2 separate regions of the Danio rerio genome follow, and region 2 is linked to region 1. The links are chromatin contacts, called in public Hi-C maps. All regions are on one chromosome and are shown on one strand. Each heading gives the region's core, a stretch centred on a gene start, on an enhancer-like site or on the middle of the called end of the contact. The rest is flanking DNA. Distances are from core to core; before and after follow the strand shown.

Region 1 (6,033 bases), core at 1,419-3,918:
ATGTATTTATTATTTATTTATTTGTTACTTTGTCGCCCTCCTGTGTTGTGTTGCTGCTTGTGTTTTCATTTAGAGTTGATTTTCCTCCGCACCTGCAGGCAATTCATCGTCGGCTATTTAAGAGCTCGTGCTGCAGTGATTCAGAGACGGGGATTTGAGCGGCCGTCCAGACGTGGAGTTGTGCTCCTTTGTTCTCAGCCTGTGTTTATTGTGTTTCCTCCCCACACTTTATTTATATTTGATTGTTTAATTAATAAAACCCCTAGACTGATCCATTTGTGTTTTTCCCTCATTTAATGTTGTGACTGGGGTCGTAACACACTTCATACAGAAAAAACTTTTTAAATACTGACTCATTCTAACATTTTCAAAGCTTTTTATGTGCATAATCTGCCATTTTTCATTTCACTTTTGGTTGAAACTGCATATTACCACTGCTTCTCCCGATTATTTATGTTTTACAACAGCAACTAAACCATATGCTATTCTAATGACATTATAAGTACTGATAGGCCTAAAATTACATGTAGCATTTTTTAAGCTTATGAAAATATTTTTAAGTATACTTTAAATAAATACTTAAATGATAAGTACACTGTATTGTCTTATTACCTGCTTTTTGTTTATACTTGAAACATAGTTCAACAGTAGGCCTCTTACAAATTATGCAGTGTGGAAGAACATGAATGGAATTGCAGAACCCATGAATAGCTGTATAACAAGGAAAGTAGGATGTATTTGAAGTTTTTATTTAAAGGAATTTCTGTAATTTTGGATAAATAAATCTAACGTCATTTTACACCTCAAGTCTTACTAGACCACCGTCTGTAAACATTAAACAGAAAAAAAGACTATATTTTGGGGGGGGAAATGGTATAGTTTAAATTGCATGCATGTTTTTGTTTATTAGAAATTAATTAAAAACTCAAAGTTGCTTATACATGCAGCACTCCACATAATTATCATCAGTGTTTGTTCAAATTGGGAAAGTTTCCACTTTTCAATAAAGAATTGTTAGTAAACCAAACTTTTATCTTTAACATTATGGGATATAATATTTCTGTATTTAATTCAAGTTCAGTCCCCGCCCCCTCAATATTCCACTCTAAAGCTGACTTGTTAATTTTCAAACATGAATATATTCATAACACAGAGTGTAAAACTGTGTGAAAAAAGTATAAAATAGACAACTCAATTAAGAGAATAAACACAACTACAAGCCAAAAATACTAACATGCAATTTTAGATTAAAAGAATAGCTGGTTTAGATAAACCACTGGCCATTAGTGTAACAATGACATCAACATTTACAAATTAAATGCAGGCGAGGCAGTGGCGCAGTAGTGCTATCGCCTCACAGCAAGAGGGTCGCTGGTTCGAACCTCGGCTCAGTTGGCGTTTCTGTGTGGAGTTTGCATGTTCTCCCTGCCTTAGTGTGGGTTTCCTCTGGGTGCTCCGGTTTCCCCCACAGTCCAAAGACATGCGGCACAGGTGAATTGGGTAGGCCAAATTGTCCGTAGTGTATGAGTGTGTGTGTGAATGTGTGTGGATGTTTCCCAGAGATGGGTTGTGGCTGGAAGGGCATCCGCTGCGTAAAAACTTGCTGGATAAGTTGGCGGTTCATTCCGCTGTGGTGACCCTGGATTAATAAAGGGACTAAGCCTACAAGAAAATGAATGAATGAATAAAATCCATATTTATATTTATAAACTTACAATGTTTCTTGTTTAAAATACTCTGGTTCAAATTACCATTGTGAGAGAATCGGTCCTTGTTATCTTTTGTTGTCATTAAAAAAAAAAGAAGAAAAAAAGCACAGGTCTTAACTGATTCAAATTTCATTCAAATACTTTCCTTACCCATTTAGTTGATTTTTACTAAAGTTGTACCTTATAGTAAAAAGTTTGCTTTGTTAAAGGAATGAATGTTTTAAGTAACTCTTGGGTAAAGATTCTTCTGGCACCTCCATCTTGATTTTAGTATCATATTTTAGTCATTTAAAAGTAATTTTGTTTTATACTTTTTGTCTCATTTAATAGTGTGATATTTTTACATTTGTAATGAATATGTTATTTTATGAATAAAAAGTACTTTATCAATCTAGTGTTTTTTTTACATTGAAATAACTTTTCAATTTTTTTTAAAGTCTTGGTGGCTTTATAGGTTATAGTGCTAATTTTACTTACTTATCAATTTGAAAGATGGATTGTATTGATTCCTGAATTGTCATTAAATAATGTATTAATTTAATTATTTGATTACATTGCACATTAAATGTCATAGCATAGGCAATAGCTACTCTATCGCAATGTTGTGGTTTATTATTATTATTATTATTATTATTATTATTATGTTTTTAATAGTCTTAATCTTGTTGAGGTTGTTATAATGTACAGTAGGTGGCAGTAAAGTTCTATCGGCATGAGAAGCCATGAAACCGAGAAGAATTAACTTCCTTGAGTTACATCTAAAAGCACCCTGACTGTTGATGAAAAAGGAATTTGGAAGATTCGTTGCAGTGCATACAGTAACATTGCATGAACGAAGAAGCTATGATAAAGCCATAACAACAAGTCACGTTATTTGTAGAAACTTTTTTTTTTATTAAATAAACGAATGTCTCTGGCGCCGTTTAACTTTCTATTAAATAACACGGAAGTTGATGTCCAGCGACTACAGTTTCTTCCGTGAGTTACAGTCTTCGTATGCATGTTATGTTTTCTGCTTTGTAAATATTACATTTATTTGCCAAAACAATGTTTACATTTACATTATTTACATATGCACATATTACTACTATTGTACGTTGACCATTTATCATTAATCTAAAGAGTGTAAGTAAGTTCTATTCATGTTCTTAGGTTGGAAAGGCGTACCCTCTGTTACAAACTAACCAACTAAACAAACAAATAAATGAACGAATGAATGAATGTGCCTTCAAAAAGTGCCTTAAAATTATCAATTGAATTTAATCTCATTAAAATCAAAACAGTTTGAATCAAAACTCCCTTATATAACCTTTGCTGTTGTGTGATTTGTTTTTCTTTTCCCCTTAAAGGTGTCTTCTGCAATTATGGAAAGTGTCTCAAAAAGTGATGCCAAACCACAGGCATTTGTTGCTGCGCAAGTTCCGTTCATTCACCTCTGCACAGTTTTGGAGAAAATTCAGAAGACTAAACTCCGACCAGACAAAAGCAAAATCCTAAAGGAATTTATAGATTCATGGAGGAATTTCCATGCAGCACTTCACAAGGACAACCCGGACACAGCAGATTCATTTTACGCTGCTATGCGTCTCATTGTGCCTTCATTTGAGAGGGAGCGAATGGCTTATGGTATAAAAGAGAACATGCTTGCCAAACTGTATATTGAGGTTTTAGGTCTACCTAAAAATGGAGATGAGGCAAACAAACTTTTAAATTACAGAGCTCCAACCACTTCTCAAGGAGAAGCAGGTGACTTTGCCCTTATGGCCTACTTTGTCCTGAAAAAAAGGTGCACAAGTCAGGGAAATTTAAGCATTAAAGAAGTCAATGACTTCTTGGATTCTGTAGCTATCAACAATGCCAGCAAACAGAAGGATCAAGTTAAGAAAAGCCTTTTGTATCTGATAACTCAGAGTTCAGCTTTGGAACAGAAGTGGCTCATTAGAATGATCCTCAAGGACATGAAACTTGGCATTAGCAAGGAGACTGTTCTTCAGGTTTTCCATCCAGATGCACCAGAATTCTACAATGTCACCACAGATCTGAATAAAGTATGCAGACAACTTCATGACCCATCTGTGTCTCTCAGTGAAGTCTCCATTGATCTATTCTCTGCTTTTAAACCAATGCTGGCTGCTGTTGCCAATATCAGACAGATAGAGAAGCAAATGGGCAACCGGCCTTTCTACATTGAGACGAAGCTAGATGGTGAACGCATTCAACTGCACAAAGCTGGAGATGTTTACAAATATTACACAAGGAATTCTTATGAGTATACCCAACAGTTTGGGGCCTCTCCACTAGAGGGCTCCCTCACACCATACATTCACAATGTCTTTAGCCCTCATGTGGTGAACTGCATTCTAGATGGAGAGATGATGGCTTATAACCCTAAAACTGAGACCTTCATGCAGAAGGGCAGTAAGTTTGATATTAAAAGGCTGGTGGATGACTCTGATTTGCAAACCTGCTTTTGCGTATTTGATGTCTTGTTGATAAACAATCAGAAGTTTGGAAAGGAACCTCTCAAGAAGCGTTACGAAAGTCTTGAGACTGTCTTCTCCCCCATCAAAGGCCGTATCCACCTGGTCTCTAAATCCGAAGGCAGAACCATGCAAGAAGTGGTGAATTCTCTCAACGAGGCCATTGACAATCGTGAAGAGGGGATTATGGTTAAGGATCCAATGTCCATTTACAAACCAGATAAACGTGGGGAAGGATGGCTAAAGATTAAACCTGAATATGTGGATGGGCTAATGGATGAACTTGATCTGCTGATAGTGGGTGGTTACTGGGGTAAAGGCAGGAGAAGTGGGATGCTTTCTCATTTTCTCTGCGCGGTAGCTGAGGTGCCAAGTCCTGGGGAAAAGCCCACGGTGTTCCACACGCTGTGTCGCATTGGATCTGGCTATACCTTAAAAGAACTATATGATCTTGGTGTGAAGTTGGCCAAACATTGGAAAGTATACAACAAAAATAATCCTCCCGCAGCCATTTTGTGTGGGACAGAAAAGCCAGAGGTTTACATAGAACCACGCAACTCTGTGATCTTACAAGTCAAAGCAGCAGAGATCGTCACAAGCGAAATGTATAAGACCGACTGCACATTGCGTTTCCCTAGAATAGAAAGAATCCGAGAAGACAAAGAGTGGCATCAGTGCATGACCTTGGATGACCTGAACCAGTTTCGGTCTAAAGCTTCCGGAAAGCTGGCATCAAGACATCTAAACATCCATGAAGACCAGCCTGAAAAGAAGAAGCGCAAAATCGTCGCCAAGCCCAAGAAGACCATAGGAGTCATTGACCACTTTAAATCCCAGGATTTGTCAAAGGTTGCCAAAGAGACAGATATGTTTGAAGAGGTTGAGTTTTGTGTGATAAATGGCGATGATGAACATTCCAAAGCAGAGCTTGAAAAAGGCGTGGCGCGCTGTGGAGGCATCGTTGTGCAGAATCCTGGAAAGGACACGTACTGCGCCATTGCAGCTGTGCAGAACATGAGAGTGAAGAACCTCATCTCATCAGATCAGCATGATGTGGTGTGGGCTACTTGGCTTTTAGAGTGTCTGGAAAATAAGCAGGTTATCCCATGGCAACCACGTCACATGATCCACATGTCACCTTCCACAAGGGAACACTTTGCTAAAGAGTATGATCAGTATGGAGACAGTTATTACGTTGACACTAGTGAACAGCAGCTGAGGGATGTCATTGAAAGGATCAGCTCCGCAGAAGTCAAGAGTCTGTCTGTGGCTCAGATAGAAGCAGAGAATGCTTGGGATGACTTGCCTACTAGCATTTTTAGGCCTTACAGTGCATACTTTGACCGGTGTGCTGACATAGGAGATCCCAAGTCTGTTATCTGCGGTATGTGTTTAGACACTCGTGCCTTAGAATTCAGATTTCATGGCGGTAAAGTTGTGGAGAAACTCAAAGAAGGAATCTCACATGTGGTAGTAGAAGATATGAAAAGGGCTCTGGACCTAAAGACACTGAGGCGACTTCATGCCAAGAAGTTTAAAATTGTTCATGAATCATGGGTTACTGATTCCATCAAAGCAGGCCATGTAAAGGATGAGATTGACTACCTGATTTAAAAATAAAAGCTACTAGAAAATCAAAACACTGAAACATTTACACTTTTATACCTAGGTGTCACATACTGTTCTTTTTGCTACATCTAGAGTAACAATTTAAATTCAATGATGGGACTTGATTATTTTAATTATGTGTGGAAGTTTGTTGGCAAGAGTGTAATTTTATTTTAAAAAAATGCATAAAAATGGTCACATCACTGATTTAAAGCACTGAGAAAATGTATATTTGT
Region 2 (5,952 bases), core at 1,406-3,905, 370 kb after region 1:
ATATACACACACATTAATCAGGCATGGCAATCATAGGATTGGAAGGAACTAATGTGCATTTGGATGACTCTACTGAAACAGTTGGAGGAATACAGATGATCTAATGTGTTTATACATGCAATAAATGGCCCACACACTTTTTTTAAGAATAAAATGCTGACAACACCAATCAAGGGGTTTGAGGTGGGTTTTAAATTGAATGTAAAACTGCAATGTAATTGCATCAATATGCAATGTTATTGCATCAATATGGTTTGTCCACATTTTAAACATATTTGGATTGGATTAACAACATTTGTATAATCCAGTTTTTAAATAACCCATTTTTAAGTTTATACGCTTGATTTAATGCAATTTCTTATGAATGCTTAAAGAATTGAAAACATTTTTATACATTGTTTGTTAAAATCAAATACAAATACTGTATCTACTTGTTCACGTAAACCTGCTCTACATTTTATTATGCCATAATGCCAACTTTCTTCTTTCACACTATAAAAAAGCTCGTCAGGTTGTTCACAGATGAGAAGCTAAATCTAGATCATCTCACCATCTTTTACAAAGAGCAGAAACACCTAATTGATGAGTCACCAATATGTGGATCTATTAAATGCGTAGATTCATAAAAGAAGAAAAGATTGTCTGAATCGCTGTAGCAGTTTGCTAATCTGAGGTAAGAAACTTGCTAGAGTGTTTCTGCATAAAATGAAATAAAATGGGGTTTATTTATTTCCAACTGAAAGGTTTTATTAGTTCATCAATGTCAAATTGGATTTCTAAAAATTACAAAAATGAACAGATGAAATTTTTGTACCCCAGGTGTCTTTGCAGGCAATTTAATTTTGAGCAAATGGATTTAAGTTTTTCTTTTTGGTTAAGGTTTTGAATATCTATAATGATTAGTGAATGGTAGATATACACTGTATAATAATATTATACGTTACTTCTGACATAGAGTGCACGGCATACAATCTCTTTTAAATGTATATTTTCTATATAGGATGCTCTGCAATAATATAGATACATTAGATTAGTCAATAGCAAAGCTAAATTGATTGATTGCAATACCTCATTGAATTTTAAATTACACACCAAACACTTATGGTAATGAATATAAGTTATAACTGTTTAGGAAAACTAAAGGGTATTGTCCATATTCACTGAGATATAGACAAAAATATAATTTTTAAAGGGGTTGCACTAATTCATGCTATGCACTGTAGTTATTTTTTTTAATGTTGATATTATTGCATAAATATACTATAGTACTATTAAAATAAATTCACCACATATTTAATGACAATTTACTGATCAGAAAAAAATTATTGCACAACACTGCAAAAAAAAAGCAAATTTTTATCTTCTTCTTTTTCTAATTTAATATGTCTATGTGCAATAGTGATTGTTGAGCACAGTGGCTTTGGGGATCTATGGTTTCCTCATTATTATCAGGCTATTTTAGTCGAATCATATAATTATTTCTGGTAAAAGAAACTGGAAGATGAGGTTGTCTCAAATAAACAGTCTGTATGTTCTACAGTGCTCAGCATATACAAGTACACCCCTCACAAATCTTTTGAATTCATATTTTTAATAAGAAGCTATACAATATTTTATTTGTGCATATACATTAGATTACGTGTCAGTGCGTCTCTCCGTGAAGCCAAATATGGAGCTTATCCAACAAAATACTGGTTCAAAAACTAGTACACCCTAATTTATGTTTTAGAAAAATATTAAATAGAAATTTTAAAAATAGAAAAAAATCAAGAGAAGCCAAAAAAAAAAAAAACAAATTTTGTTACATTTTAATTTTAAATTGAAATTTTTAATTTTGTTAAATTTTTAATTTTGTTAAAATTTTGTAGGTTGTAATTTTTATTTTTAGTTGTTTGCAATATTTTGCTTGAATTTAATTGTATTATCTTTCAATTTCTAAATATGTTTGGTGACTAAAATATTATTGTAATAAATAAATCTGTTTAATAAATCTGTTTTGTTTAAATGCACCAAAATACATTGCCTATGTTCACTGAGAACTTAAAAATATTTATTTTCAAATTGTGGTGTACTCAATTATGCTGAGCACTGTATATCAAAATTGTCAGAAGACTCAGAAATGCTGATAATTAATGAAAATAATCATTAAAAAATACGTGCAAGACAAAAAAAATCAAACAACACATCAACGTTGGCATGCACTGGTTAGTACTCACCTTTAGGTCGTGTGGGTTTGAATTTCTGAATTATTGACGCATTGCTACAGGTGGCGTTAACTTCCACGCTTAATGCAGAGATGTTCATGCTGGAATTATCGGGAGTTCTTGAGCATTCCCAACCCGGGATCTGAGTTTCGTTCAGTCTCTGTATATCCATTCCAGAAAACTTGTAAGAGCAGCCTATATTATTTCTAAATGAACATAAAGCTATTTTAATAGAGATATTACATATATGTCCCTAAAAAATAATTATACTTTGCGCCATGAATTATCTAAAACCTTTTTATATGAATAAAATTCTGCGTTTCCATTGCTGCTCTTTCACGCGCGTCTGTGAGAAAAAGCCTTGTGCGCGTGAAACTGTTGTAGCTCTGATGAGCGAGTCGCGTGGGTAGACTGCTTGAAGAGTGTCAGCATAGAGGGAGGGGTGATTATAGAATGGGAGGGGGAATTACAAGAGTAACAGGCTCGCTTAACAGTTAACAGGCTAGCGGCTTTTGGCTGATGGAATGTATAAGTCCTGAGTCGCCCCCCAGCGGGTGCCTTGTGTTACGCCTATCGTTGGTTGATCATTGAAAGGTCGCATGATAAGAAAAAAAAAAAGAAAATGCCAACTGCTTCAGGCTAACCAATAAGGGGTTCAGACGGTTCAGACCTCTAAACTACAGGCCTTTCATGACATGTCGTTTTCATTGTGTGTGTGTGTGTGTGTGTGTGTGTGTGTGTGTGTGTGTGTGTGTGTGTGTGTGTGTGTGTGTGTGTGTGTGTGTGTGTGTGTGTGTGTGTGTGTGTGTGCTTGTGTGCTTGTGTGTGATTGGTAGGCCCATAGCCTATATTCCTCACGTTTTGAAGACAATTTTTAAGGAAAAAAACATTTGCTCCCAATAAGAAAAACGAAGAATTTTGTTTTGAACCTGCAAAATATTTTATGTAAAGGTTGGTTTAAGGGGTAGCGAAACATACGTTCCTGTGCCAAATGCACTCACATACACACATTTTACAGTTAAATACCCTGAGGCTTATACATTTTCTAAATGTTTTTATTGAAATCTAGTCTTTAGTCTTTTTAAAATTAGTTTAGTTAGTTAGTTATTATTATTAGAGTGGGGTTGTACAAAATAGTTAACCTGATTTAAAAGTAACAGATGTCAAAAGTGATACAGTTCTTGAGGGTTTGGTTCGAGTTAGGTTAAAGCTAAGGAATAAATTATTTAATTGGTTCGGAAACAAAAATCATTATGTCTGAGGTAATTACTCTTAAAAAATGAATTGCCGTACCCACTGTAAATCACAAAATACAGAAACTGTTCATGAGCAGATATTTTTTACGGTGTATAAACAAAATCTTAATTGATCATGTTGATAAAATAATATTAATACAGGAGTAAACCAAAAACAAATATATATATATATATATATATATATATATATATATATATATATATATATATATATATATATATATATATATATATATATACCTTCGTAATTTACTTTTTTTTGCTATAGTCATTTCTCTTCCATTTTGCATCTTTGAATAAGAAACAAGTACAGCAGAACCTTTTGCAACAAATTATGTTAATCACTTTAACAAAATAATTTTGAGTAGTATAAGTGTAGTATATAAACTGATGCTGAATGTTTTCTGTCTTTAAAATTAAAAAGGGTTGGGAGATCAAATTATACAGTTCAGAAATCACTGTACATAATAAAAATCTAATATATTATTTTGGCTACATTTAATAGTAAATTAAATGAAAATATATAAAACAGAAAATACATTAATGTAATTGGACTTGTCTCTGGATGCCACTGATGCTTTTGGCTTTCAGATCTGTTGTTGTTTTGATGGTCTTCTTAGAGAGGTTTTGTTACAGTAGATGTTGTCAAACAGTTCCTTGGTTGTATGTAAAAACCCTGCCGGGTTGGATGTTGAACCCCCTGCCATTTCCGGCCACATTCTCTGTCCTTGAAGAAACCAATTTGTCTCGGCTTGATCTGATGCACCGACACAGGAAAGACATTAAAAATACAGTCAATGATGTAGTCATTCAACATCAGCAACAGCAATCATCAACCAAATACTACCCCTGCCCAAATATTTGATTTACCCGCAAGATAGTGATGCAAGTCATTAGCACTCCGTATGTAGCCAGAAGTCCGAAAGCTACCCACAAATTCAGATGATTACTTTGCTGACAAAGATCAGGTCTTTTTTCTGACCTGGCTGTTCACAAACAAATTTCTAGTCATATAATAGTATGCTTAATGTAATGTGTTAATGATGTACAATGCTGCAAATTGTCTGTTTTATGGTAACATCAATTTCAAACGTACCTTCAACAAACACAATAGTTTGTGGTTTGTGGTCCACATACTTAAATGGAGGTGGATAGCTAATGCTGGCCTCACAGGTGTACAGGGCTGTCATATTCACAGTCACAACAGTTAGGATGAAGCTGGAACTGTTATCCAAATCAACACTGAATTCGGCAGGGAACTCCTTGTTTGTGTTTGTTTTGGGGATGGACGTATGATTTATCTTCACATAAATGGAGATGACCTCATCACCGTCTTTAAACAATCTGAAGTCCATTTCTGGTGCACTGAGTTTAGGGCAGGCCACTTTAACGGTACTGTTCAGTGGCACATACTCGATCAGTGGGAGTTCGCCTGCAGTGCAGAGGAGTACAATTATTCAAATATAGCTCCATTATTTAAGCCTGCATCGTACAATTTCTATTGATAATTATCATCATTTACTCAAATTGTTCCAAACCTGTATGAGTTTATTCACACAAAAAAATTAAGTGCAGAAAGTGCTGGTATCAGAACAGTTGATGGTCACCATTGACTTCAATAGTAAAAAAAAAATAATAATAATTGTATGGAATTTAATGGTGGCTTCAACTTGAAATGGAACTCAATGGTGACCAAACACTCTGGAAGTTAATAAGTCTTTTAAAGCATTTGTTTTAAAAAGTCATTGTAAATTCATTGTTCTCTAAAATGTATTCCATTATTTTTATTCTTTTTTTGCCTGTTTTTAAGATCCCCCATAGACTCTATGTATCCTATGTTACAGCTAAACTGCAATATATGAAGATGTATGGTTTTTTACTTGAAGATACAGGCACTTTGGGATTTTGAGATTACATTTTCTTTTTTTTTTACTTGGCTGGTATGAATAACATTATAATTGATTAATGTGCATTGACATACTGTATGTGCTCAGATCATTCCACATAATAGTTTCTTGATTTCACATTCTTTTATAACTTTCATAACTGCAATGTGGAGAAATGTTGTCATAGAGACATGCTTTGGAAACAAAAAAGGAAAGACTGAATCATACTTGTGCACCGTGATTAATTCTCTCAGCATAATGTTTTCTGCTGCGAGAATTCTAACGCCAAGTCAGTGTGCTGTAAAATGTATAGAGAATATTTGTTCCAAAATATATTTTGGTTTAAGCCTTGCATTCTTTGTAGCCTCACAAATACAACATTTGGGCTAACATACATTTAGTCGTTTAGCAAACGCTTTTGTCCAAAGTGACTCATAAAAGAGGAGGCATTAAGCGAACTGATTTCATACAAAACAGATCAATTAGGATTGATCTGTAGTCATGCAAACACATCTTTATGGAATATGTTCAATTAAACTGTTAATATTTTAATATTGGGTAAAATAACTCAATAAAACTTTGATAAATGGATAAATAGTCTAAAAA

Evidence for each region. A called contact is a pair of places that touch in the nucleus more often than the background predicts.
Region 2: a Hi-C map of hematopoietic stem cells shows a contact between it and region 1, with 4 times the contacts expected there. The contact joins the promoter of cckbra here to the promoter of lig4 in region 1. A contact is called at or near these places in 3 of 18 Hi-C or Micro-C datasets (caudal fin, hematopoietic stem cells and an unstated tissue) and 1 of 4 datasets of contacts at active chromatin or transcription factors (embryo).

What each region holds. Positions count from the first base shown.
Region 1 is chr1:32,864,389-32,870,421 of GRCz12tu, forward strand. It overlaps lig4 (ligase IV, DNA, ATP-dependent), which reads left to right and starts at 2,669. Exons shown (of 2, transcript NM_001103123.1): 1 at 2,669-2,687; 2 at 3,059-6,033. The coding sequence starts at 3,074. The coding sequence ends at 5,803.
Region 2 is chr1:33,238,970-33,244,921 of GRCz12tu, forward strand. It overlaps cckbra (cholecystokinin B receptor a), which reads right to left and starts at 2,656. Exons shown (of 5, transcript NM_001114714.2): 1 at 2,217-2,656. The coding sequence starts at 2,376. si:dkey-1h24.6 reads right to left here. Exons shown (of 4, transcript XM_001923447.8): 2 at 4,557-4,892; 3 at 4,331-4,446; 4 at 3,699-4,217. The coding sequence ends at 4,077.